Linked DNA regions of Mus musculus: regions 1, 3 and 4 are each linked to region 2. Evidence: chromatin contacts called from public Hi-C and promoter capture Hi-C data. All regions are on one chromosome and are shown on one strand. Each heading gives the region's core, a stretch centred on a gene start, on an enhancer-like site or on the middle of the called end of the contact. The rest is flanking DNA. Distances are from core to core; before and after follow the strand shown. Region 1 holds the start of Ptpdc1 (protein tyrosine phosphatase domain containing 1). Region 2 holds the start of Tpmt (thiopurine methyltransferase). Region 3 has its middle 9.3 kb from the start of Mirlet7a-1. Region 4 holds the start of Phf2 (PHD finger protein 2).

Region 1 (6,194 bases), core at 3,376-5,875, 1.6 Mb before region 2:
TTCACAGCCCTGTCCTTCCTCTTATCTGATCAGCTTGGCTAGCTCATACCTGGATGCTAGCCTTTCTATTTCTCATCCCTTGTGTTTCATACACCATTGTTTTAACCCTTACATTCCTTTTAACCCTAAGTTGGTTGTGGTGGTTTGAGTATGCTTGGTCCACGGGAAGTAGCACTATTAGAAGGTGTGGCCTTATTGGTAGAGGTGTAGCCTTGTTAGAGAAAATGTTTCTCTGTGGAGGCAGGGCTTTGAGGTCTCATATCTATGCTCAAGTCTAGCTAGTATGATCTGATCCAGTCCCCTCCTGACTGCCTGCATAAGTCTCCTTCTGCTATCTTAATGATGTAGAACTCTTGACTCCTCCAGCAGCATGTTTGCCTGCATACTGCCATGCTTCCCACCATGATGATAATGGACTGAATCTTTGAAACTGTATGCCGGCCCCAATTAAATGTTTTATGTATAAGAGTTTCCTTGGTCATGGTGTCTCTTCACAGCAATAAAACCCAAACATAGGCAGAAGTTGGTAGCAGGGACTAGGACATTGCTGTGATAGGCCTGACCATGTCTTTGTTTGGAGGATGTAGATTTGGGGGCTTTGGATTTGGAAAGCGGTGAAATGCTTTAAGTGAGGCTTAATGGTGGCCCATTCCTAGTAGGAATATGGAAGGCACTGTTGCTGAGGGTGATTTGAACTGTGCAGGCAGGCCTGGCTCAAGAGGTTTCAGAGGAGAAGAGTTTTAACATGTTGCCTAGAGGTCATTATTGGGATATTTTGATGACAAATGTGGCTGCTTTTTGCCATTGTCTAAAGAGTGTTCCTGAGGATAAAGCGAAAAGACTTAAGACTAATTGCATTGAGGAGGAAATCTCAAAACAGCCTAGCATAGATTTGTCCTATGGTTTACTCTCATGAAGAACATTGTGATCCACTGTAGCAAGCTTAGAAAGGAAAAATACAAAATGTATGGTTCAAGTATTTAAAGGGGCACTAGGAAGTGGAATGGAGCTAAATCCTGTGTTCAAGGAGATAAATGGATTAAGGGAGTGGTGACCTTTAGGCTAAGGTCAGCCAAGCTTCCATCTTGTGAAAAGTATAATTAAAAAAGCACATTGTCACCTATTCTAAATTTACTGTGTTTGCAGTTGGTGAGGGATGGTTATATCATGTTAGGCATTATTATGACCTGGTTATTGTTTTCATTTGGACATAAGATTGTATGATTGTGTGTCAAGTTGACATGGGATGGATTGTGATGGTTATTCTCAGTAGTCAATGTGACTATATCTGCAATGAACTATAATCCAGAAGTGGAAAGCATACCTGTGATCCAGATCTTGAGGCTGGAAGACACAAGCGTCTGATCTTAATCTTGATGTGGGATGGCCCTTGTGGATCCTGTAAGTTTCAGGAACTTCTTAAGAATTTTCAGTTATTTACTTCCTGGATCTTAGAAGTTTGATTACTCCCTGAGTCTTAATGAGTCTCCCTCTAGGATGCTTCAGTTTGTAAGAAACAGCTGCTACACAGAAGCATATTTGCACACTTCTCATCTATCCCACGTTTTCCCTTATGCTTGACAAATAACATGACTGACCTCCCTGGTCACTCACCATCCATTGCATAGTGGCAAAGGGCATCATAATGCCACATAAGAATGTACACAAGAAGCAATTCCCCTTGCCCCAAAGCAGGGTAGAGAATGGATGCTAATGACCAAAGAATACAAACTCTTCAGGAGGATAGTGTACAACTGCTGTGACAGCAGACTGCCTACCTCTTCAGTTTGCTACTCTGTGTTCTTGTTTACAACCATCAGTCATATATGCTATCTTTTTGTAATAACTCATCTCAGTACTTGGATGAGTATTCTCTTCTTGGCCAGATTCTTTCAAGTCTTCATGGAGATTTAGCTCAGTTGTCAATTCCTCGCAAGTCTTCTCTGATAAGTCACTCTTCTTCTCAGATCCTTCTCATCCACACAACCAATTTATAAATAATCTCCACATGTTCATTGTATATCTATACTTGTCACTTGGAAGGCTAAATTTTGATGTTACAATGTAGCATGAGTATATAATAGGTATTGTTTATTAAAGCATAAACCAGTCCTGCTTCTTATTTAAAAAACCAAACATGGGCACTCTTCTTTCTTGGCTAATAGTAAGAAATGCCAAGTCAATTTGGGAAATATTTGTTTCCCAAACCCCAAATTGATAATTTAATGTAAAAATCTTTCTTGTATTAGTATATTTATATGAGGCCTGCTTACTGGGCTATAAGGTAGTATTTTTTCCCCTATACTGTTTGTTGATCCAGGTTAACTTTAGACAGAGAACTTTGTTAACTGAAAACACAGATTTATATTCCTTATATTTATGTTTGCAGCACTGTACAACTAATTGAAACCAGATCACTCATTTAGTATACCTAAAGCCCTTCTGCCATGCTAGTTTGTCACCATTTACAACTTTCTTTTTTTTTAATTTTTTTATTAGGTATTTTCCTCATTTACATTTCCAATGCTATCCCAAAAGTCCCCCATACCCTCCCCACCACTCCCCTACCCACCTACTCCCCTACCCACCTACTCCCACTTCTTGGCCCTGGCGTTCCCCTGTACTGAAGCATCTAAAGTTTGCAAGACCAATGGGCCTCTCTTTCCAACAATGCCGACTAAGCCATCTTCTGATACATATGCAGCTAGAGACACGAGCTCTGGGGGGTACTGGTTAGTTTATATGAAATTTCTAGGCAAATGGATGGACCTGAGTGAAGTGATCCAATCACAAAAGAACTCACATGATATGTACTGATTGATAAGTGGATATTAGCCAAGAAACTTAGAATGCACAAGATACAAGATACAATTTGCAAAACACATGAAACTCAAGAAGAACGAAGACCAAAGTGTGGACACTTTGCCTCTTCATAGAATTGGGAACAAAACACCATGGAAGGAGTTACAGAGACAAAGTTTGGAGCTGAGACGAAAGGATGGACCATCTAGAGACTGCCATACCTGGGGATCCATCCCATAATCAGCCTCCGAACGCTGACACCATTGCATACATTTACAGCTTTCGATGTCACTTGTATCATCACAAAGCTATTAATGGCATGGACAAAATAGAAAATATATGTAAAGCATCTAGCACAGAGCGCCACAGAATTTGCCTAGCAGTGTCCTGCACTAGAAAGACATTTCTACTGAACTGTATGAGATAACAGGACTTCTAGTAGAGTTTGAAAACATGGACTCAGCAGAGGCTGGTAGATGCTTATCTGGATCCATCCCTCACTTTTTTGGCATGGGATTTCCTTAAGAACAGAAATGTGCCTAGTGAAGACATTTCTCAACTACATGAGGTCATGTTACTGAGTATGTAAGATCTATAATATGATTAAGTTGATGGGTAGGCTTCTAGTAAGATCTTTATTAAAATATTAAATAAGGACATGGTGGATGGTGCTCTGTCTACGATTTTGATCCATGACACAAATTGAAAGGAAACCTGATTTTTTAAGGGTGACATGGCAGAATGTCTGGATCCCTGGGTACAGCTTTAATGAGAAGAAATGCCTGTGAGTTTAGATCAGGATTCTGGAACCTGGAGTTTCTGTTACAAGAGGGCAGAGACCAGTCAGGTCTCTTAATGACAGGGTCCCTGTTCCTGTCCAGACCTGGAGTCACAAGAGGCTAAGATGCTGGCAAGGCTTTGACAAAGAAAGTCTAAGGATTGCAGGAGAACAGAAGGAAGAGACTCTGGTGTTATGGAAAACTGACCAAAGAAGAACCAAACACCACTCTGAGAGTTGGAGAATTCAGATTTATTAGGCTAGCCTACTCCACTGTGGAGAGACATAGTATTTATGGGTTTTTAGCTTTGGTCATCCAACTGCTACAGCACTGGTGTCTTTAAATTACTGCCTTAGTGAACATTTGCTGATGGTCTGTTTCAGAACAACCGAGGGGAAATTTCTACTTGAGTTAAAGTATGCTTACAGAACAAGTGGCAGTTGGGACTTTCGTTAGCAACACGGATCGTTGCTAACAGGTACAGTGGTTTCACCAGATACCTACAGGACCCATACTTATGACAGCACTTGGTCTTCATTTTCCCCCCTCTACATAATTCAACTTTCCCCTACTAGACCAACTCCAGAAATTCATATTTAAACTGTCATAGTGCAAGACAATATTGACTATTAAATATAATAGTTCAAGAATATTAGGGGGGAAATGAAGACATTCGATGCATAATATGGGCTTTTCTTCTTCTTTGGGCGCTGAGACGGAACACGTGGTTCCGTGAGCGAAGCTCCAGAGCAGTCCTCGCTCCTCCTGCGACTCTGCACCGGGGCTCGTGGGGAGTCGGTGCCCCCCACCCCCACCCCCATGCTGCAGGCTGGCAGCCGCGCCCTCTCATGGCCCTGAGGGTCCTCCGGGCTTTCCGCGCACACGCCGTCGGCTCAGCCCGCGACCACTCAAGCCCCAGCTCGGCTTCCCAGCGGCTCCCACATGTTCGAAAACCTTAGAAGCTGTCCGCCGCGTCACGGGCCGCCTCGAGTCTCCATTGGCTGGCGCGTATCACGTGCACCGAGCGGCTCCGGCTATTGGCTGTTGGGTCGGGCGCGCGCAAGGCCGCGGCGGCGACAGGGCGTCCTCGGCGGCCGGGCTGTGGAGTGGCCCGTGCGCGCGCCCGAGGGAGACGTTGTGTAGCGCGCCTGGCGGGGAGTCTCCCTGCTCAGAGGCGCGGCGGGAGGCCGGGCCTGCGGGCAGGCCAGCGCCGCGGAACCCGCCCGAGCAGCGCCCGGGGCCGGCCGGTCCTCTCCGCCCGCGCCTCCCGGCCCTAGACGTGAGACACCGACCCGTCGGCTCCAGGGCTCCGAAGCCGGAGAGCGAAGCGCGCCAAGAGGTTCGGAGTCCGCAGCCAGTTAGGCGCCCGCCGAGCGGTCCCCAGACGGTTGTCCTTACGCGGCGGGTTATCCAGGGAGGCGTTATTTGGAGGCGCATCCCTAGAGGCGGGGCGGGGGACCAGGGCCACCGGGCGCCCCTCTGTCTTGCTCAAGTGCTGCGACACTCGGATTTCTCGGGAGCAGTTGGAGGCTTGCTTGGGTGTTTTAGTTGAAATCTCTTGATTAGAAATATTGACAACTAGTTCTTCATTACAAATAAAGCAGACAAGACAGCCACAAGCAGGTATCAGGCTACCACTTTGGGATCCCTAATTCGGACCTCTTTCTGTCAGTAAACGAGTCACGTGACCTTGACCAAGTCACTTTTTCTCCTGACATGCATTCTCAACGTTGATAATGATGATGATGATGTCGATGTCCCTGCTCTGGGGTGTGTGTGTTTTCTTATATAATAAAGGGTTTGTGGCCTTTCAGAGGACCACACCATAGATACACCCTACCTGTGGTATTAAATTTTAATGGAAAAGAAAATTTAGTAAACAAAGGCCCAGGGAGGAGGGGGGTGGAGCTTGAGAAACAGTGCTTTAGGGAAATAGCTGATCAAATTATTCCAGCAAGGGTTGTCTATGCTAAAAACTGAACACAAGCTATCATTCATTGACTGCGAGCTGAAGGAGCCTGAGAAGCTGTTATCATGGCGGGCACTATTAACCTGTGTGAACATGTATATATCCACCTCCACCTCACCCTCCACCCCCACCCTGCACAGCATAAGCTTTCTTGAGTTTAACAACAAAGTGTCATTCCAGGTTGTTGTTTTGTTTTTGTCTTTCCCTCAGAAAGGAAGGCTTGGGTGATTTGCCACAATCAGAGCTGTTAGTGGAAAGAAATAAAATGTAAACACGCATGTATGACCTCAAACCACTCACTCATCACCATGTGGTTTCTTCCTGTTCAGTTGTAGCGAAACTTCTCGCTACCCAGGAATCCCACCTGTGGCTTTTTAAAAAGTGTGGATACCCAGGTCTTAGAGACAAACTGGGACCAGCATGAAATTTGCTTAAGACCTCATAGACGATTCCCATTTGGAAGTCCGTAGTCCGTCTTAGCAATAACTAATTGCTAACCGGATACCGGTGCCTTCACAGCATTGTGTCCTGGAGACCCAGATTCCCCATCTCAACAGTACTTCATGTCCTTTTAAGGGAGGTTGGGTTTTCATCAGAAAAAAATCCTTTGTTGGTGGAATCCAAGCGAATTGAGAGAACACTAC
Region 2 (6,768 bases), core at 1,000-3,499:
AGAGTTTTAGTTTTCTTTTGGTTAAAAAAAAGTGTTAAAAGTGAATATACATGCAAATATGTCAGTATTTAGAATTATGTTTAAATAACTCCCAGGTGTTCTGAACGTAGTTTATTGAAGAGTTTAAACACCAACACATAAAATTCATAAAAACTGGAGTTCAAAAGAATCGAAAATAAGAGTAAAAATTTACGGTGGAGGCAGCATTACTTGTAAGAACAGGACAAACTACTAGAAACTTCTCTGTTAATGAAAGAAACTGAAATCTCCATGGGTCATTTAAAATAGGCAAGCTGAGTGCGTCATATTCCCAAGATAAACTGAGTTACGGAAATACAGACCCAGTGCTATAATTTAATATTCAACACCCAACCCAATAATTCAATTCTTAATTCCCTATTGCCCTGCGTCTTTTCTCAACTGTTCCCCGTGTGGAAGACAATTATTGACGAGAGAATTTTCTCACATACCCTCTGAAGAAAACCTCCGAAAGGATTCCACAATATATTGTGTAAGCATTCAAAGCAGATGTGGTTGGTGGCTTTGTATTTGCTGCAGAAAGGCTGGGGCAGAAGGATTGCTTTGAGTTGGGAGGCTGAAGACTAACCAACGCTTTTTGAGCTGTGCCTGGGTTAAGAAAGGGATTCCCCACACCTGGCGTGGTCTGCTGCTTGCTCGAGAACTTGGGCCTCGGTGGCTGGGTTCCAGATCACTCAACCCCAACTTTCTGCAGCTGGGCCTGCTTCTCTTACAGGCCAGCTGCGCCGACTATCAGCCATATGGACCGGGACCTGGTGGTGTGCAATCCCAAGGAAGGCTTGCTTGAGCCCTCATCAGCGGCCCTCGCGGCAGATGCCCAAGGTATCCGCTACACCAGCGAACCTGACGGCGCCTCGCTGCCCAAGGTGGGGATCGCAACCTGGGATCCCTCCTCCTGGCCGCGGTGCTCCCACTGCCCCACACAGGAGCCCAGCGTGGGGTTTCTCCTCACCACCACAGAGCGGGAAGGGAAGCCTGGGCCCCTCCTACCAAGCTTTGGGGATTCCCGACCACCCTGAGTGGGGAAGGCAGTCTGGTGTCCCCCCTCCTGGCTGCGGGGTTTCCACGTCCCTGGTGGGAGCACAGTATAGGGTCCCTCCTTTTGGCTACGGGGTTCCCTGGTCCGCAAGTGGGACCGCAGCCTAGGGTCTCTCTTCGCGACTGGCGGGGGGTGGTTTCCACGGCCCCGAGTGGGAGCCCAGAGTGGGGTTCCCTCCTTTGGGCTAAGAGATTCCTACAGTGGGGTAACTCCTCTACGTTAAGGGGCTCCTACAGCTCCGGGTGGGAGCAGAGAAAGGGGTCCTGCCTCCATGTAGATGGGTTCCCTACAGCGCTGGGTGGAATCCCAGAGTAAGACCCCTCCTCCAGGCTGCGGGGTTCCCATAGCCCAGAGTGGAAATCCAGACTGGGGTCCTGTCCACCCGGTCCGCAGCTGGTGCCGGCGCCAGAGTGCCAGGTGCAGCCGCCGCCCAACTCACCTCCGCCCGGCCGAGGCGCAAGCAGCTCCCTGCAGGGTTCCAAGAGAGCGACGAGTGGGAAAGCCCGCGGCGCCGCAACCCCGCAGCCCAGCGCGGGAAGCCCCGGCTTGCACAGGGTCCCCCACGCCACCCCTTCCAAACGCGGGACGCCGGGGAGCCCCGGGGAACGCGCGCGCCTCCAGACCAGGCTCAACACACAGCCGGCCGCTTTGTGCGGAGCTGTCACCCGAAGCCCGCCGCCACCCCCAAGCGCGCCCGCGTGAGGCTCGAGTCCCTACCTCAGAGCGCTGGCCAGGGGGCGAATGCTGCCCTGGGCTGCACCGGGCTGCACCGGACGGCCTGATCCGCACTGCCAGCTGCAGCAGCTCGGCCGCCGCCGCTTCCGCCCCTATCACGCCGTGACCCGGAGTGGGAGGAGCGCACAGGCCCAGGGAGCAGGAGGGTCCCGGCGCTCGCCCCGCCCCGATGATTTCCGCCACTGCGCAATCTCGGCAGCTGCTAAGGGCGGGGCCCTACGCGTTCTGGGCGGAGACCTTGCTTCGGGGCGGGGCTTAGGTTTGAAGGTGGGGCCTGGGCGGCCTGGGTGGGGTCACAGGGTCCTGGGAGGGGCCTGCGCGCCCTGGGCGTGGTCTGCACGCTGGGCGGAGCCTGCGTGTCCTGGGCAGAGTTCTCACGCCCCGGGCAGGGCCTATAGGACCGGAGCCTGGATAATCTTTTCCGGGGTGGGATCAGACCACATTGGGCGGGGCCTTCGCCCCTGGGGCGGGGCCTGTGAGTCCTTGCACAGCTCCCGGCTTACAAAGGCGGGCTAGTGTCTGAGAGGTAAGCAGCTAGCTGCAGCCAAGGTAAGTAAGTTCTCAACCGGTAGTAAAGGCGGTCATCTGCTAAGACTGTGTGAGCCTGTTACAGCGTTTTTTCAGAATGGGGCTCCCGAAAAGCATGGATGACCCAGCTACTTGAGTCCCGAAAAGGGGTTCCGATAACCGCAGCAAAAACTGGGAATAAATGATCAGACTAGAAATGCTTTGAGTCCGATGTATTAAGTAGCCCCTTGCTTAGTGGTGTGTTTCAGATAACAATGTCCACGTGTAAAATACTGAGCCATCCTGGAGATTTGTGGACTTCAGTGAAGTTAGCTTTTCAGTTTAATGAAATTCAAAAATAAAACTAAAGCAGAACCCAAGCATTGTTGTGTACGAGGAAGCTGAGGCAGGAGGATCAGGGCGAGCTAGAGGTCAGCCTGTACTATATAGTGAGTTCTAGATAGACCCTCTGTTAAAAATGAAAAAAAAAAATCCTAGGCAGAAAAAGATGTTTTTTAGGTAGGCATATTGGACGTAAACGTTTGTTAGTGGGAGTTATTGCGGATCTGTCTTTTCTCAACCTTGTACTTTGCACCTTTATTGTTTTTAGAATTTTTTTTTTTCTCAAAAAATGATCAGTGAGCACCACTCTGAGGCGCTGTTACAACAGCTAAGTGGTTGTGTTTAACAGCCCCAGCTTCGGTGAGGTAGAGCTGGGTGGGCTAAAGATCTTTCTTCTGTGTTCAGGAGAGCCCTTGTTTCTGTAGGGCACCTTTGGGCATCACAGCTTCTGATAGAGAGTGGAGATGGGAGGAGAGCGATTCTCTTGCTTTTCTGTATCCACAATAATCCCATACTTCCCTCCGACCTCTCAGAATGCTGGACTCTGCCCCCTGACATGAGCATCAGGGAAAAGCCTTTTGTTAGCAAATACTTGGCTGTGAAGTGCATTTCCGTTCCCAGAGTTGATGGGGATGGTCCTTCTTTAATCCTAAGCACAGAAGCTAAATCATGCAACAACAGGACATTTCCTTACATTACTGCCTTTGTGACATGTTTGCTGGTTCACAGATTCAAGACATATGATCACCAATGATTTAAAGGGCAGGTTGGAACTGTGGAATTTTTTTTTAGTTTTTTTTTTTTTTTCCTTATATGAACGAATGTCTTGCCTGTATTGGATCCACTGCAACGGGGTTACAGACAGCCACGAGACACCTTGTGGTTTCTGGGAATTGCACTGGGTTCTTTTCAAGAACAACAAGTACTCTTAACTACTGCTGGGATTGAAGGCATGCTGCCATTCATATCTTATTTGTTTTTGAGAGAGTCCTGCTACGTAGCCCTGGATGGCCTGGAATCTACTATATAGATCATGTCGGCCTGGAATTTGCAATAACCCTCTTGCCTCTATCTCCCAAGTACTGGGGGCATGTGACGACTCTCCTGTCTTTAATGCTGATATGTGTTTTTAAAGCTATTGCCCTAGGTAGAGGGTTTTGTAGCGTTCATTAATAGAATCACAATGTTCCTGAATGACATCATTGTAGATGTCTTTCCACTTAGGCACTGGAGACACCAACCTCAGAGACAAAAATTGTCTACAACCCGTGGATGGTACCATGTCCCTTGATATGAAAGAGCACCCTGATGCTGAGGTACAAAAGAACCAAGTACTAACCCTGGAAGACTGGAAAGAGAAGTGGGTGACCCGTCACATCTCATTCCATCAGGAGCAAGGGCATCAGTAAGACATGTTTGGTCTCTGGCAGAGAAATGCTTTAATCAGAAACTGACTCTAGCGGGTGTGTACCTTGGTGGGTAGAGAGACCTTAGCATGAAGGAAGGTCTTGGTTTGTTCTGCAACACTGAACAAAACTGGGCGCAGTGGCATATGCATGTAATATCAGCGTTTGAGAGATGGAAACAAAAGCATTAGAAATTGAAGCTGCATAAGTGAGTTTGAGGCCAGTGCTAAGCTCCAGGGAGAGAGAGAGGAAAGAAGAAAAAAGAAACTGACTTTGAAATAAAAGTAACACACAAATACATTATTGCATTTCTTTTCAGACACACTGTCATCTCATATCGTTAGGGAATCACAAAGCACCCATAGCACATCATACTTTGATTTCTCTCAGTGTGCAATAATCTGATTTACAGATATATGAAATATATCTTCTTCTTAAAGCTCACCCTCACTTTGTTCACGTTGGTCACAGGTGCTTATACATGCAGCAGATACTGAAACAACATCTAACTTTCTGTCTCCTTATGTTCTAAAGCAAGGGCAAGCAAGGGTGAGCTCCCACAGGCTGCCTCAGCAGATATAGGCACTTGCCACATACCCCTACAGCCTGGGTTCTGTCCCTAAACACCACATGAAGGAAAGTGAGAACTGACTCTTGAAAGCTGTCCTCTGACCTCCAGACATGTGCTATGACATGGGAACATCATACATGTGTATGATAGATGTACACATAGACATATACACACACACCATAAATTAACTTAACTAAAATTAAGGAAAAAGTTAAGTTTATTGAGAGAATATTCTCTGATATTTTGAAAATACATAAATTTAGAGACCCCTCTTCTTAACATCACTTTCACGTAACAACAAAAATAAGAATATAAATATAAATGTAGACTTTTCCAAATGTATTTCTCAAGGCAACATAAGCAGTTTTTACTTTCCAGTCATGAAAACTCCAGGTTGCTAGTCATATGTAATACTAAGTAACTGCGTAGTGAAGCAAGTAACTTAGCTAACCTGTTTCTTTGAGTGTAACCCGGAGGTTGTAATAATTAACATTACCTGCTTGTTACAATGTTGAGAGTACTGAGATAATGAATGCAAAAGTTCAGAGTGTCATAAATTCTCCTCTCCCCTTTCCTGTGATTCTGGGCTAGTTAAAGCAAGCATTGTGGTAACTTTGTTCTCTTCCCCAGGCTGTTGAAGAAGCATTTGGATACATTTCTTAAAGGCCAGAGTGGACTGCGAGTGTTTTTCCCCCTCTGTGGAAAAGCCGTTGAGATGAAATGGTATGCACAAGTGAGCGTCAGCTAGTTTTGGCAGAGCAATTCTCAGGATGAATATTTAACAGAGTATGTGTAGGGTTTTTTGTTTTGTTTTGTTTTTTTTAAAAAAAAGATCTGTTAGGTATACACTATAATAGCAGAACTTGGGAGATGCAAGAGAATCGGGAGTTCAAGACCAGCCTTGGCTACATGTAAGTTCAAGAGGGCTGCTGGACTAGGGGAGACCCTGTCTCAAAAAGGCCGGGTAACCTAACATACAAAGAGCAACAAAATCCCATTCTTAGTAAAAGAGTGCCTTTATTTTTAGGTGATAGTTATAAAATTAGAGATACTATCTCTAAACAATAAGAGGACAAACTGAATCAGGAATGACCTTGTCTTTCTATATTTTGTTTCAAAGGCCAAAAAGAAAGAAAAAAAAAAGTAAGAAAAGGAAAAAAACTGTTGGGGGCGGGGAGGGCAGAGGGGCTGAGCAGTTAGCAGAGTTGAGAGAGCCCTTGCCTAGCATGCACAGGGCCCTGGGTTCTGTTTCCAGCATTACTTAAAACAAGGTGGTGTGCACACCTGTGATCTTGGCAATCAGGAAGTGAATTAGTTGGGAACCAAATGGGAAGCCTCGCCTCCTTTTTCATGTCTCCTGGATCTTTGTATGTGATTAACGCTTATAAGCGGCTGAGCAGTTTCAGTAATGATGGCTGTTTGAAACAGAAGGCAACAAAAAACACGCTATGGTGAACCCTTTTTATCAAGGCAGTGTTGATAGTGCAGAGTTCAGCTCGGCTCTCCCTTCCTCCCACGTACAAATAGGAGATTTTGTTATTGTGAACTGCTGTTATAAAACTAGTGGTTCCTATAAGCAGTCCTCTACAAACAGAACTCACAAGGCACTGTTCCTACAAGGTTAGCCTGAGTCACCACCCTAGAGATTATTTTTACACGAAATGCTACTGCCAACGATTAATGCACAGCCACAGCCACGTCCTCCAAGAAGTATGGTTACTTAAAAACTGAAATGTTAAAAAACGTAAATGTTCACTAAGAGGAAAGAACAAGAGATTGGTAGGAAATGTTAATAAATGCAGAATAGCCTTACTTTAAAATGTTCTGCCCACTATGGAAATACAGCTATCTACTCAGCAGGCACACATGCATCTGGATTTTATTCTCTAATAGAGTAAAAGTTTTATAAGCCACACTGGCTCAATTTATAGCTAAGCCTGCCCTCTGAGGACACAACATACCCAGAGACATACACATAAAGAAAAATTTAAAATAAGCAAATAATATTTTATTTTTATTTTTTTTTAAAGCTGAGTTCTGACATTTATTTATTTATTTGGTTTTTTTGAGACAGGGTTTCTTTGCCCTGGCTGTCCTGGAACTCACTCTGTAGACCAGGTTGGCTTCAA
Region 3 (6,881 bases), core at 3,812-6,311, 1.5 Mb before region 2:
CTGGATTACAGGGATGCACCATGTAGTTCAGTTTATGGGGTTCTGGGGATTGATTCACCTTTCTGCTACTTAGGTAAGGAAGCTACTGACTAATTTTTGGGGACCCCCTTTACTCAGGAGTAAGTAAAGCTGCAGTTAGTAGATGGTTGGAATGTGGGTTCTGAATCTTATTATGCCCATCCTCCTCCCAACTTCCTTACCGTTGAACATGACTCACACAGACTCCACGTACTTCCCATATAGAGAGAAAACTGTGTCTGACACTGGGGAAATGGTACTGTTGTTAATCCCAAACGTGCAAGGAAAGACACCAACCCAAATCATCCAATTAATTAAAGCAAGCTTCTTTATTCACGTACATGGGCTGTCGCTTCCTAAAAGTGGGGTTCAAGAGATCAGCATTGAATGTGAGGAAGACAAGGTTTCTATAGCTCAGGGGTAGGGGGTTTCCAAATGGGGGAATTTGACTGTCGAGTTAAATAGGTGGGGTTTACAGAAGCAAAACATAACAAGGTGGACTTCATAGCAATCTTCTCAAACAATGGTAGGGTTGCAAGATGGTTATTACAACTTTTTGAAACAAGGACGTAGTTGTTTCCTGGAACAGGCAGCACAGAACTATTTGTAGTTAAGGTTACAGGCCAATCCTTGAGAAACAGATTTAATCATAAAGAGGAATGAACCTAGTTTGCCTTTACTGTAAGAAGCCTTCAAGCCTAAGATGGAGGCAGGCTGGTTCATCACTGTGATCTCAGGAATCCCAGAATGCAGGGACTCGGCTTCTGTCATAACCCCCGCTCTCAGCGTTTTGTCTCTGATTCTCCATGTGCGCGAATGTGTGTGTGTGTGTGTGTGTGCGTGTTTGTGTGTGTGCATGCACATGTAGTTTGTGCACTTATGTATGTACATGTGGAGGAAAGAAGTCAATGCCAGTCACCTTTATTTTCTGAGACAGGGTCTCTCGCTGAACCTGAAGCTCACTGACTCTGCTGGGCTGGCTGGGTGTCTCCCCAGCCCTGGAAATAGGGGCCTGCTTCCACACTTGGCTTTTTATGTGGGTGTTGAGACTGACTGAACTAATGACCACACTGAGCTATCTTCCCAGGCCCCTTGCTTCTCTACTCTTGCAGATAGGCCTCTCCTTATGTCCTTGCCGCTTTGGGGCCGAGGTCATGAGGGTTCTCTTCTCTGAGCTCATTTCCGATACACTCTTAGGAAGGAACTCTAATTGACCTCATTTAGATAGTGACTTTTGTAGTACTGCTCTGCCTGTGCCACCTTCTCAGCTCTGTGGTGAAGGTGTCAGCTCAGTGAAACCTCACACTTGAAATGGGTCGGGAGCAATCCCTGACCCCCACCCCAAGAGGAGACTGCTTTAAGTCCAGAGGACTCATTCAATGATTTCAGGGACCAGGCTCAGAATAAAAATGAAGCAGGCTCATTGGTGACTGGTAGGCAGGAGAGTTCAGCTTGCACGGAGAGTACAGTGTCATGTTGAAATGCAGACTGAATGCAGAGATTCCCTTTTTTTTTTTTTTTCTGAGAAAACCAAGACATCTAGATATTTTCAAATTAAACGTCTTGATCTTTTTTTGAATGCTGTCAGCCAATTTAAGATAGATTTAAAACATTGCCCGAGAGTAACAAGCATTTCTGGGAACACGTGGAACCCTGGGCTATGACCTGTTTGTAAACCCCTTGAGGAAGATAATGTGAGACAGATAGTATAACTGATGTCCACCCCTCTCTAAGGATAACCTTGGAAAGTATCCCTCTCTGCCTGAGGTCTCTGCTTGTGGAATTTTTTTTTTTTTCTGTTGTGACTCCTCGGGGAGTACTAGCACTTAAGGCCCCTCAGGAGTCATGGGGCCTATGGAGTAGATGAGGTTGTGGAAGACACTGACAGATATCTTTTTTTTTTGTTTATTTGTTTGTTTTCCAAGACAGAGTTTCTCTGTGTAGCCCTGGCTGTCCTGGAACTCACTCTGTAGACCAGGCTGGCCTCAAACTCAGAAATCTACCTGCCTCTGCCTCCCAAGGGCTGGGATTAAAGGCGTGGACCACCACTGCCCCGCTTGACAGATATCATTCTTATGATAACCAGACCAGGCTATAACAAGGCCTAGGCCAACTGCCAAAGGTGATCTGCTGTATTAGCCAGTGTTTACCAGAAGAGCAGAACTGGTAGTGTATTCAATGCTCCCACCTTATGACAGTCTGACTTACAATATTGATTTATTGGGTCCAAACTTTATCACAAGACAAGGAGCATCTACGTATAAATGTGTATGTGTCTTCTTCGATCAATGATTATGAAGTCTAAGAAGTCCTATTAATTCCTTGAAAAAAATTTTTTTCATTTACTCAGCATATATGTGTGCGTTTGTGTGGTCAGAGGACAACTTGGCAGGAGTTGGTTCCCTTCTACCATGCAGATTCTGGGAACTGAACTTAGTCATCAGCCTTGGCGGCAAGCACATTTTATCTGCTGAGCCATCTAGCTGGGCCGTGGCCCACAATTTTCCATATGGAAGCTGCAGACCTAGGCAAGCTGCTGCTGGTGAAATCTCAGGGCCTAGGAGTCAGAAAGCAGAGAATTCAGCCACCCTGTGTCCCTGTACCGTTTTGGTTCATTCAAGCCCTGGATGGGCTGGATGATATCCACTCACATTAGGCAAAGCCATTAGTTTTTCCTTAGTTTACCACTTTAAATGTTAATCTCTTCTAGAAACATCCTCACAGACATCCAGCAATATTATTTAATAAGATATCTTGGGGCATGGTGGCTCAAACTGACACACTAAAATGGCCCATCACACCCCGGAATAAGGACGGAGAGTCTGATCGATGAACAGCAGGGAGATCAAGAAGTGAATATATCATCTTGAAGTCATGCAATGAACAATGAACGAAAGGACAAAAGAGAAGACACAGGTCAAAGGAGATCTTAACAAGGGGAGGACTGAGGCAAAGAGGCCAGAGGACATTTCGAGAAGTATGTATGCTTTACTTTGGCAGTTTTGGTTACAATTACTTGTTTGTCTGGACTGAGAAAATTTGGAGGGAGTCATGCTAGAGGTGGAACGGAACTGAGGTAGCAAAGCCTCCAGGACACAGGGTGGGCCTCTCCAAGGACCTCGGCTGAAGGAATTTGCTCTTTCAGGGCCCAGGGGGTGGCTTCTCTGTGGGCTACTCCTACTTTATAGGTCCCAATTCCCATAGTCTAGAATGTCTCTTTCTCTTAGGACGGAAACCAGAAGCTTCAGCCATCCGTCGCCAGTCAGGTGGCTATATTGAGGCATTTTGATTCTGTAAGTCACCTTCAAATTAGGTTTCTGTTTACTGAAAAAAAAAAAAAAGTAGAAAGAAAAAAAGGAAGAAAACGAAACAGCAAAATCCACACCGCTATGCCTACGAAGGAAAACCTACTGTGAGGAGTCCAGCTTTGTATGAAGAGTTGATGACATCGTGTGGTTTATAATCCTCTTTCTCACAGTATATCCTGAAGGTTGAAGCTCTTCCTCCCCATATCCTACCTATCCCACAAGGTTCACCACCCTCCTCTTCTTTTTGTTCACTTGTTCACTTTAGTCCCAAACTCTCCCATCTTCTAAACTCTCTTGTCATTTGCTTTGGACAGAGAATGTTAGGATGGCTTATAGTTGGAGTTTATAATATAAGCACTTTGCTGACGTGTACAGTGCCTTTTTCCCCTGGATGGATTGCAGATGAATGTTCATAGGGTTTTGTTGATGCTTGACTCTCTTGACTCTCTTTTTTAAACCGTGCAAACCTACTATCATTAAATAGTACCCCAACCCACCCACCAAAGAGCAGAGAGGTCTCCTAGTGCATGGAAAGTTCCAGTAAGAATGAAGAAATGCTTTTGCATTGATTTAAAAAAAAAGAATTCGTAAAGATTGCTTTGAAAAAGTTTTAGCACAAAAATTTCAATACATGGGAAAGAAAAAAAAAATAAAAGAGATAAAAGATACACCATAGGAGACCTAACTCCTTATGTGACAGATGGGTGAAGTGAGGTATGGAGTGGCCTTGGCGTCGAGCCCCGGAGCCCCCGAGAGGGAAGACTGAGTGAATCCAACATCTTGGGTACACGTGAAAACCGCCCCGAAAACTCTAGCACCTCCCGCCTCGCAGCCGGCAGAGCGGACGGAGGCCACGTGACACGACTTGTCCATCACCGCGGAGGGCGGGACTCAGAGGACGGTCCTCGCTATTCTCCCGGTCCTCCAGTAGGGAAAGAGGAGCCTGTCACGGTGGGCGGGCCAGACCCGCCTTCTCCGCGGCGGGGGCGGGCTCAGCCGTCACCCTCCAGTGGGGGTCCGGGTGAGCCCCGACCGGCTAAGGCGAGAGGGCGAGGCACACGTCCGTCAACAGCGTCCGCCAATAGGAATGCGCGCTGCCCGCAGCTCCCGCCCCCGCCTCGGATTCCCGGCGCGCGCGTAGCCTTCCCTCAGGCCGCCGAGGCGGCGCCCGCCCGCCCGCGCTTCCATCCGGGTTCTCGCGCGCTGCTCTCTCCCGGGCGCGGCGGTGGAGGGCCACGGTGGGGGGAAAGCCAGACCATTTCCCGTGGCGGCAGCGGGACGCCTTTATCCGCGAGCTTGAGGTGGGTACTGCGGGCGTGAAGGCGAGCGCGGGGACGTCGCCATTTTTCCCTCCTCCAGACTCAGCGGCGGCGGCAGCGGGCGACCAGGAGGGAAGACTTGGGGGCTGCCGCGCCGCACCCTGGGACCCGTGGGATGGCCTGGGCGCCTCGGGCAGGCGGGTGGCCCCGGGGCCGGTGGCCCACGGATGCCGTGGGCCTTGGGGCTCGGGCGGGGGAGGGGTGCCGCGTGGCCGCTGGCCTGCCCCAGCCCCCTCCGCTTCCCGCCCAGCTCCTCGGCGACCGGGCGGGGGAGGGGGGTCATTCTTCACATTCCTCACCTCGCCCCTCCCCCGCCGCTTCAATCAAACTTGCGGCGGACGGAAGTCCCGCCCTCTGGCTCGCGCCGGTTGGTCGGGGCTACCTCCCCGCTGTGGCGTGACTGGCTGCGGACGTAGCCGGGCCTCTATGACGTCACTTCCGCCGTCAGGTTTGTGGGCCGGGGAGACCTTGGCTTTGGTTGGGGGGGGTGGGATGGAGGAAGGTAGGAAGTGCGGGGGGCGGGGAGGGACGGGGCGGGGCGGGAAGGCGCTGGCAGGGAGGGAACGGAGAGCCAACGCTGGCTGCTTGCCCCTGCTCCGCTCGGCCAACTGCGGCCTGAGGGCCTGGAGCAGCTGCTGGGGCTGGAGGATCGCTGCGGCTGCCCGTCCTTGGCCAGGGGGAGGGGAGCGCGAGAGCGGGAGGAAACTGTATCCCAGGGGATGGGGTAGGAGATTTGCAGCTCGGTGGCACCGGAAACGAGACTGGCCTTTTGACTGGGGAGGCTGCAAACTCTTGGAAGCGGGTGGCCTCTCGGAGGCCGGCTAAGAAAACTTATCTCTCGGCGCGCTCTTTAGCGGAGGCAGGGTGGTAACCTTTATGCCCTTGGCCAGGACTGCCCTTCGGTGATCCCGCTTGTTAGTGCAGGGTCTGTGTCAGAAGTGATCGTCTGTGTTGTAGTTTTCAACTTTTTGTGTTAAAAGGATAATTATGAAAGGACAAGGGGGGGCGGAGAAAAACTTTAGAAACTTAGTTAAAATGGAAGACGATGACAGATTGCTTTTTTAACTGTTGAAAAATATTGGCAACCTGTTTTTGAAGTTTAAAACATTAGTGTTCTTGTTTTTGATTGCCTGATAATCTTGTGAAGAAAATTGAACAAGTAAACAATCTTTTTATAAGAAAAGTTAGTTTAGCCGGGCACGCCTTTAATCCCAGCACTTGGGAGGCAGAGGCAGGCGGATATCTGAGTTCTAGGCTAGCCTGGTCTACAAAGTGAGTATCAGGACAGCCAGGGCTACACAGAGAAACCCTGTCTCGAAAAAAGCCAAAAAAAGAAAAGTTAGTTTAATACAGATTTTTCAGCATTCTGGCCTTTCATTAGGTTCTGTCAGTTGAAGCAGTAATATTTGGGAAATTTGAAATTGTTAGTGTAACAAAAATACTAGTTGGAAATGTAAGAACTTTAATTAGAGAATAGAAATCTTCCAAATTAAGTCGGGTCTAAAAAGTGTTATCAAAATTGTGTAGATGGGGCGTGCATTTTACCCTATGGGTAATTTTATTGTAGAAATTGATAGTTTTGTAGACTTGAAGCAAGCTGTGCCCTCCCCCACTATAAATTGAAGTTGTGCTGATTTGAGACTTAGTAATTTTTCAAGCTGGAAAGGTAGAGGAATGCAAAACATGTGGCTATAAAGAAGGTGTTGGCACACAAGTTTAATCCCAGCACTCAGGAGGCAGAGGCAGGTGGATCTCAAGAGTTTTGAGGGCAGCCTGATCTACAGAGCAAGTTCCAGGACAGCCAGGACTGCACAGATAAAACCTGTTTCAAAAACAAACAAACAACAAAAAAAAGTACTTCAGTTCACAGAGTGAAGTATTAAAACAAATGGTCCTGCTGGAGTTGTTGCTCAGTGATAGAAAGCTTGTCAGACATGCCTGAATTGGTGGGTTGAGTTTCCAGTACTAATAAAATAAATGCTCATAATAATTTAATGTTAGTAAGTCTCATTTAGATTTCTTGAGGGTCCTGGGAAATGTCCCTAGTAAACCTCCTCCAGAACTAAGGAAACTAATTGGTTTAGAGAATAGCATCCTAAATATCAAGTTCCTTTTATTTCAGTAACTAATGTTACAGAACCAGTGTGAGTTGGTGACAATTGTGCAGATAGATAAGTGGTTGAAGGCACTTAGCATCATACCTGACAGTGACCCAAGTTTGAATCCTTGGGACTCA
Region 4 (6,796 bases), core at 1,081-3,580, 1.8 Mb before region 2:
GGGCATGTGAGTGGTGGTGTGGGAACAGGTGTGGCTGCTGAGCTGGAGCTGAGCCCTGAGGAGCGAGGGGGGGGTGGGCAGGAAGCTCCAGTAGAGGGGGCCACCAGACCACACTGCCCCCCACCCCCACCCCCGCTCCGGAGCATCTCTACCTCTTGTTGCTAGCAGGAGCACCTTGTCCCCTCTCCTGGGTCATGTTCTCAGAGGATGACTCATCTGTTCATTCAGCCTTCTCATTCTTTCTCCCATCGCTGACTCAGATCTAAGTCCATCCCTGGTTCTTTCTACTCCAGGATGAACAGGAAAGCCGAGTGCTGGTGTACAGCTGTCAGCATAGAGTAGGTGCTCAATAAACATCTAAGGCTAGGAGGTGGGAGAAGGGATGGAGAAAACAAACAGAAGTTAGGGCCAGAGGCCTGGGGTAGGGTCTGTACTGCTGTATAGCTCAGCAGCTTCGGGAGGGCTCTGAGAATCAGGGTACCTGATCCCCAAGCACAGGGGCAGCTGTAGTGGGCACAGCTGGCTGCCAGAGAGAATGTCAGAAGATAAGGAGAGTAAATGGAGGCACCCAGTGGTCAGTACCCCACCAGAAGGAGAACAGGCTTTCTGGGGGAAAGGTGAGGTGAGAGGAACAGGTTCGGGACTTGGGCAGGGGTGTCCTCTTCCCTTGCTCCCTCTGCCCCCACCTTTGGTAGGCTACTTCCCTTCTGCATTTAACTGCTCTGAGCTTCAGTTTTCACTTCTGCTGAATGACAACTGCACCACCTCTTGGGGAGAGTGCCTTAGGTAACAGGGCAGTGCCTACCCCACCAGGACACATGCCTGGTGACAGGGACAGGGGATTAACAGCTGTTTCTTGCCTTGTAAGGGGAAGGACCATCCAGTACAGAGGAGACCCAAGGGGACAGCTGGAGTTCAGGCAGGTAGCTTGAAATGAATTCATTGTGTACAGGTTGACGGGGTAACCTGTCTGCGCCCCCCGCCCCAATTTCCTATCTCCCCTGCCACATGTGTGCCCTTAGGTTACACAGTGCTTGCCCTGGTTCGGATCCTGATTTGTGGCCCTGGGTTTACCTATTTGGGAAGGGTGGGGGTTGGTTGAGGGCAGATTCCATAACAGGCTATCCTCTGAGTTGCCAGCAATGGAGCTGATTGGCAGCCGCACTCTGGGCAGGGATAACTGGGACTCTGCCTTGTCAAGGTAAGCAGAGGTCTGAAACTCTGGAATGTATCTGCAGAGACTAGCATCTCCACGTATTGTGTGGGGACAGGCAAAGGGGAAGCAGATCTAGCAGACAGCTTTCTTCCTAAATATATGGCCCTGCTCATCAGGGTCGACCTGGGTAGGGGACAGAGAAGGACCCTCATTCATATCTCACCAACCAACCAAACAACCAACCAACCAACCAACAAAAAAGCTCTAAGCAGGACAGGTGAGACCAGGGAGCCAGTTCAGAGCAAGACTGCAGGGGCGAGAGCGACAACATAACCCCTTGTCTTCCCCAGCAGTCCTGTGGCTCAGTTGCGACTCACTGGACTGTCCTCCGCTCCTAAGGTCTGTGGGTCTATGGGTTGTAATAAGGGGTCCTGGGCGGCACCAATCCCAGGTAAGCTGTGTCCTACAACAAACAGTTCACTCTCGGGTCCCCTGACTTTTGCCGGAGCATCGGGAAAGTTCACCGGATCGTACGAGGAAGCAAGGCAGCCCCCAGCTAGAAAGAAGGGGAAGGGGAGGTTATTCAAAAGCCAGCAACTCAGTCGCAGTTCGGGATGGGAGGGAGGCTGCCGGGCCCAGGAAGAGGAGGAAGATCCCCCTGTCCATCCCACTTCGGGGTCAGAAGAAAGTTAAGGCCAAGGAGTTGCTTCTGGCTAAGGCAGGGCTGTGCGAACTGTGTTCACGTAGTCGGGGGCAGGGGGCTCCGCGGCTCGTCTCCCTGGGAGTCCCGGGGCCACCCTCTCCCGCGGGGTGCCCCCGAGCCCGGCTGCTGGCTCCCCCAGGCCCGCGGCCCACCTTCTACCGCGGCCCGCCTTCCCGGCGGCGGGAGCGGGGCCCAGGCCGGCGGGCGGAGGCGGCGCCACCCGGGGCGCTGACGTAGCGGCCGCTCGGCGGCCGGGGGTCCCTTCGGTGGGGCCGCGGCTCCCCGCCCGCCGCCCCCGCGCGTCCATTCGCTTTGTGTCCCGCGCGCGGCCGGGCCCCCCGCGCACTCTCAGCCCTGCGCCCCGCGGCCCGGCGGGCGGCTCCCGGCGCGGCCCCAGCAGCCCGCGCCGGCATTGTGTGGACGCGCCCGGCCGCGAGCGCGCGCGCGGGCCCTGCCGAGCGCCCCCGGCCCCGTCCGCTCCGGCCGCGGCGCCCGCGCCCGCCGCCCCCGCCGCCCTCGCCGCGCGGCCCCCGGCCCGGCCCGGCCCGACCCGGGCAGCGCAGCGGCGGGGCGAGCGGCGGCGCGGCAACATGGCGACGGTGCCCGTGTACTGCGTCTGCCGGCTGCCCTACGACGTTACCCGCTTTATGATCGAGTGCGATGCCTGCAAGGACTGGTTCCACGGCAGGTGAGCGCGCCGCGGCCCGCCCGGCCCACCGAGCCCCGCGCCCTGGTCGCGCGCCCCGGGCCCCGCCGGGCACCGCAGCCGCGTTCGGCCGCCGGGCCGCGCGCCCTTTTGTGCCCAGGGCGGGGGCGTACGGCCGCCGCGCACAAAGCGAGGCCCGTGGCCGGGGCGGGCGAGGGGCGCGGGGAAGTTGGGGCTCCGGCCGCGATGGGGCTGGGACCCGGTCGTCTGACAGCGGGGCCGCAGTGGCCGCGGAGGCCAGGAGCCGGACGAGGCCCAGGCCCGGGGCCCCCGCCGCCAGCCCCCTGCGAAGTTGCAGGAACTTTCCCCGCGCGGGCTCGGGGCGGCCGGGCCGGGAGAGGCGGGCGCGCGGCCCGGCGCGGGTCCCCCGAGAGGCGCGACTGGCGGGCTCCGGAGCTGGCAGGGCTCGGGTGGACCGGGGGAACGGTAGCGAGGTAGCGGCCAGTGCCCCCCGTCTGTGCTGGATCCCGGGAACCCCCTCGGGACTGTGTCCTGGCGGGCAGGACCCCACCGGGGACCCCGCGTGCCTACTGGCTCGGGCCGGCCTGCGGGCCTAGGCGGGAGTGCAGTGACAGACCGACGTGAGTGTCTGTGTGTTGGGGTGGGGGTGTTGTGGCTTGGCCGCTCATTTCCTGGCCTGCTCGGCTCCCCATTTCCCTCCTCTCTGCTTCAGGCAGAGGAACCCCAGTTTTGACATGACCTTATGCTCTTTAAGGAAGATGGGGAGGAGGGAAAGAGGTAAGCTTGGAGATACTAAACCCGCCCTCTGGGCCCTTGCCGGTGGCCATGACCTGGCCTTGTGTCTACTTTTTAAGAGCCTAAGTCCCTTCCTACTTAGAAGTAAGAGGAGGAGAAAGAGGTGATCATCCTGCTTAAACTGCTCCAACAGGTTCTCTTGTGTTTGACTTTGCCTGTGGGATGTGCTTGGGCCTCAAGAGGGCTGGCCTGAAGCTGGACAGGTCTGTCTGTCCCCTGGGTGTGAGTTTTTAACAGCGAGTAGCAGGCTGGAGGGAGAGAACGGTGTGTGGTTCTGGACCGTCCCTGACCTTCCTTCTAGAGAGAAGACCCTTCTGATATCTCACATCCAGGATCTTTAGGGAGTCTTGAAAAAGAGCTGTGGTCTCTGGTCTAGTCATCTTTAAGTGTTGGGAGCTAGGTGGCCAGGATTTGATGGGCCTTCTCACATCTGTAGGCCCTGGGACAGAGGCCCACTCTTGTAGGGCAACCTGGCTGGCCTTACGAGGGGTGGTCCTGTATGGCTCACTGGAATCCCTCGAGTATCTTGTGTTGCCTCCCCCAAATATCTAGGGTTGTGGAGAGCACTCAGAGTTGTGTGACCCCTGGGCTCTGCTCCAAAACAGGGCCACTATAAACAGCCACCAACTGGCATCCATCTCGAAGGGTTTGTGGCCAGATCACAGTGGGTGATAGCCCGGAGGCCTCTCCAAATCCAGAAACGCTGGGAATCTGGACTTGAGTAGCCCTGAGAGTGGTGGCACCCCTTCTTCCTGTCTCAATCCAAGACCTATAGCACCTCTGGTTACCTGTCAGCTGGGCTGCTGCCGAGGCAGAGAAGGGGGTGGGGGGGTGAGATAATGAGTCTTGATGCTGGAAGAGGTTTGTTGTTTATTGTTTGCTTTGGTTTTGGAGGTCTAGTCACCTTACTGTTTCTCTGAGGATTTTGATTTGCTCTGAGACAGGCAGTTGATTAGCACAGCTACATTTGCATGTATTTGGGTCTGTGGGCAGTAAAAGGGACCCTTCACAGCAGGTGGTTTCTTAAGCTCCAGTGCACCATGAGTTACCCCTCTTCCTGGGGCTAGAGCTCTCCCTAGCTTTGTGCAGGATCAAGGGTTGGGGCCTGAGGTCAGGCAGGGAGGGAAAGGCTGGGGCCTCTTCCTGCTCCTGTAGCCTGGACCAGATCCCTGGGCCCCTCTCAAGTCTCTCTTGTTCAAGAGTGGAAGGCGTGTGGTCAGCTCCCTGTGTGTCTCTCCCCCTCCAGTTATTCTTGGAAGACCCCTGATGGTTCTCGTCAGAGCTATGTAGCACCTGGATTGTTAATTCCCTCCGAGTTTACATTTTACCTCACGTCTGAACAGCTTGTCAGATTTTACACTTTTGATCTTGAGGAAACAAGACTTACTGAAGAAATTTTTAAAATGGCATCCCCGGGAGTGGTAGAGCATGTGTATAATCTAAGCACCAGGGAGGTTGAAGGCAGGAATATCAAGAGTTCAAGGCCAACCTTGGTTATGCATTGAGTTGGAGGTCAGTCAGCCTTGGGTATCTGAGACCCTGTCTCAAAAGAAGCACCAACGGCTGGTGAGATGGCTCAGCAGGTGAAGGCTTAATGCCAAGCCCAGTTCTAATCCTAGGACCCACATGCTAGATGCAAGATGTCCTCTAACCTACCCATGTACACCATAGCATGAGCTCCCTCCAAAATAAAATTTTAAAGTAATAAAAAAATATATACCAGAGCACCAGTAACAACAGAAGGGTAGAGTTTGGCTGCACATACCTTCCACTCCACTTCTAAGTTACTTAGTTGGCTATGCCAGCTTTGAAACCAAGGTGAGAACTTTGGCTCAGTACTCCGGACTGAGTGCCACCCTTGATGCCAGCTTCTTCAGCCAGGTTTCCCTCCTCAATGTACTTTTCCTGTTTCCAGGTCCCACACAGCATTGGATTCCTTACCCTGGCAAACAGTTTCTTTTAAAAGGAAACTTTGTATCATTCTCCGAAATGGAGCATCATTGTAACTTGCAATACACAGTAACCATAAAAATAAACACAGTAGCCAGGCAGTGGTGGCACACGCCTTTAATTCCAGTCCTTGGAAGATGAAAGCAGGTAGATCTCTGAGTTCCAGGCCAGCCTGATTTACAAAGTAAGTTCCAGGACAGCCAGAACTACATAGAAAAACCATGTCTTGAAATAAAAACGAAACAAAACAAAACAAAAACAAACCCCACAATAACTAGAAAGCCTCAGTTTGTCCTACCTGGGGGTCACATTACACATTTCCAGCAAGCCTTGTTTTGGGGAGGATTAGAATGAGGATCTCTTAAGTCACCCATGCTTGGAGTGGTGGAGTGTTGGTGCTTCCCTGCTTCTGTGGCCTAGACTTGCTTAGGACAGCTGCTTTTTTAAGCCTAAGCTTGAGTCCATGGTGAGTGTGCCTCTGAGATGGCACCAAGCTCCTCTGCACCCTTGCAAGCAATGTCTTTGGGGACAGTCCTCTGGGATGAGGTATGTGCCACACTGAAGAGAGCTTATCCTGCATTTCTTGGAGAGGGCGGTGGGGAGTGGGGATCATGGGGAAGGATCCTCTCCATTCTGTCCCTGAAATGTATAGCCTCTTTCTAAGCCACTGCAAGACTCCTCATTCAGTCGTGTCTTGGCCATGTCTGATATTCCTTCTGCTTTTCTGGGGTTCCTGTAGTGCTCCCTGGAAGTTGGATTTTGGATTCAAAAGGGATAGAATTGAAGGCAGGACCTTGCAGGAAGCAGCTGGAGGCCTGTTGCCCCCACCCCCACCCCCGCCCTCAGGTATCATGTCTGGTCCATTTGGTAGGGACCTGGAGTTCTACAGGGGCTGAGAACATGTTCTCTTTAGAAGTCTTACTCTTGTGCAGAGCCCCTTGGTTAAAAACCATAGTCCTTCCTTGTGTCTGTATCATGTATTGGGTCGATGGGAGCAGATCCCATGCCAGCACTCCTGCCTACTGCTTGTGTTGGAAGACCTGGCCTCTCTCAATTGTCGGTGACCTCTGGGAGGCAGGAATGGCTGCATAAATTCATCCAACATCCTTAAACCTGACCCTCTGACCCTCTTATGGGTGATCATTCTATCAGAAGGTTCCTTGGAGGCATTGCCAATAAAATTGACTTTGGAAAGCTTAAAAGATGAGCAGGTGACTTTAGTGACAAAAGTTTCACTTGTCTCTCCATAAATATTTGTTCTGTGTTCTAGGGAGGGTCTCAGAAATGGCAGTGAGACCTCTGGGGGTGTGGGGTGCGTGGCTAGGTGGACTGCTTGCCTGCCCTGCCTGTTACTAGGTTCTTGCTTGTAAATGGACTTCTAGCTCAGTCCTTGGGGGAGGGGATTGAGTGTCATGTCTCAGAGTGGCAAATGAGATTTGTGGAAGCAAGTAATAGGAATGAAGGCAAGGAGGTCAAGGAAGAAGGGACTGAGGTATAGGCAGGAAGTGCACTGTGGGGTGCAAGG

The links. Hi-C and Micro-C count contacts between places; a contact is called where the count stands out from the background. Capture Hi-C pulls out chosen DNA fragments and counts their contacts.
Region 1: a contact with region 2 is called in a Hi-C map of B cells, with 6 read pairs. The contact joins the promoter of Ptpdc1 here to the promoter of Tpmt in region 2. A contact is called at or near these places in 1 of 39 promoter capture datasets (embryonic stem cells), 1 of 484 Hi-C or Micro-C datasets (B cells), 2 of 115 datasets of contacts at active chromatin or transcription factors (astrocytes and embryonic hindbrain) and 2 of 9 other capture datasets (adipose tissue and liver).
Region 3: a Hi-C map of B cells shows a contact between it and region 2, with 7 read pairs. The contact joins the enhancer-like site here to the promoter of Tpmt in region 2. A contact is called at or near these places in 2 of 484 Hi-C or Micro-C datasets (B cells and liver), 4 of 115 datasets of contacts at active chromatin or transcription factors (astrocytes, embryonic midbrain, forebrain and 1 more) and 1 of 9 other capture datasets (liver).
Region 4: a contact with region 2 is called in a promoter capture Hi-C map of adipose tissue, with 3 times the contacts expected there. The contact joins the promoter of Phf2 here to the promoter of Tpmt in region 2. A contact is called at or near these places in 1 of 39 promoter capture datasets (pre-B cells), 3 of 115 datasets of contacts at active chromatin or transcription factors (astrocytes, bone marrow-derived macrophages and embryonic forebrain) and 2 of 9 other capture datasets (adipose tissue and liver).

The regions. Positions count from the first base shown.
Region 1 is chr13:48,624,103-48,630,296 of GRCm38.p6, reverse strand. Ptpdc1 (protein tyrosine phosphatase domain containing 1) reads left to right here and starts at 4,625. Exons shown (of 10, transcript NM_207232.2): 1 at 4,625-4,920.
Region 2 is chr13:47,038,698-47,045,465 of GRCm38.p6, reverse strand. It overlaps Tpmt (thiopurine methyltransferase), which reads left to right and starts at 2,249. Exons shown (of 9, transcript NM_016785.2): 1 at 2,249-2,362; 2 at 3,887-4,067; 3 at 5,270-5,362. The coding sequence starts at 3,943. It overlaps Kdm1b (lysine (K)-specific demethylase 1B), which reads right to left and starts at 1,967. Exons shown (of 21, transcript NM_172262.3): 1 at 1,796-1,967.
Region 3 is chr13:48,544,096-48,550,976 of GRCm38.p6, reverse strand. No RefSeq gene overlaps it. Among named protein-coding and RNA genes, the nearest start is that of Mirlet7a-1, 9.3 kb to the right of the region's middle. Within about 2 kb of position 5,061, at least 414 of the 459 cell types and tissues checked have an H3K27ac peak or open chromatin away from gene starts, as enhancers often do. A contact at or near this core is called in B cells, astrocytes, forebrain and 2 more, where this site is marked.
Region 4 is chr13:48,866,419-48,873,214 of GRCm38.p6, reverse strand. It overlaps Phf2 (PHD finger protein 2), which reads left to right and starts at 2,330. Exons shown (of 22, transcript NM_011078.3): 1 at 2,330-2,547. The coding sequence starts at 2,450. It overlaps Phf2os1 (a long non-coding RNA gene), which reads right to left and starts at 2,264. Exons shown (of 2, transcript XR_003950516.1): 1 at 2,012-2,264; 2 at 1-363.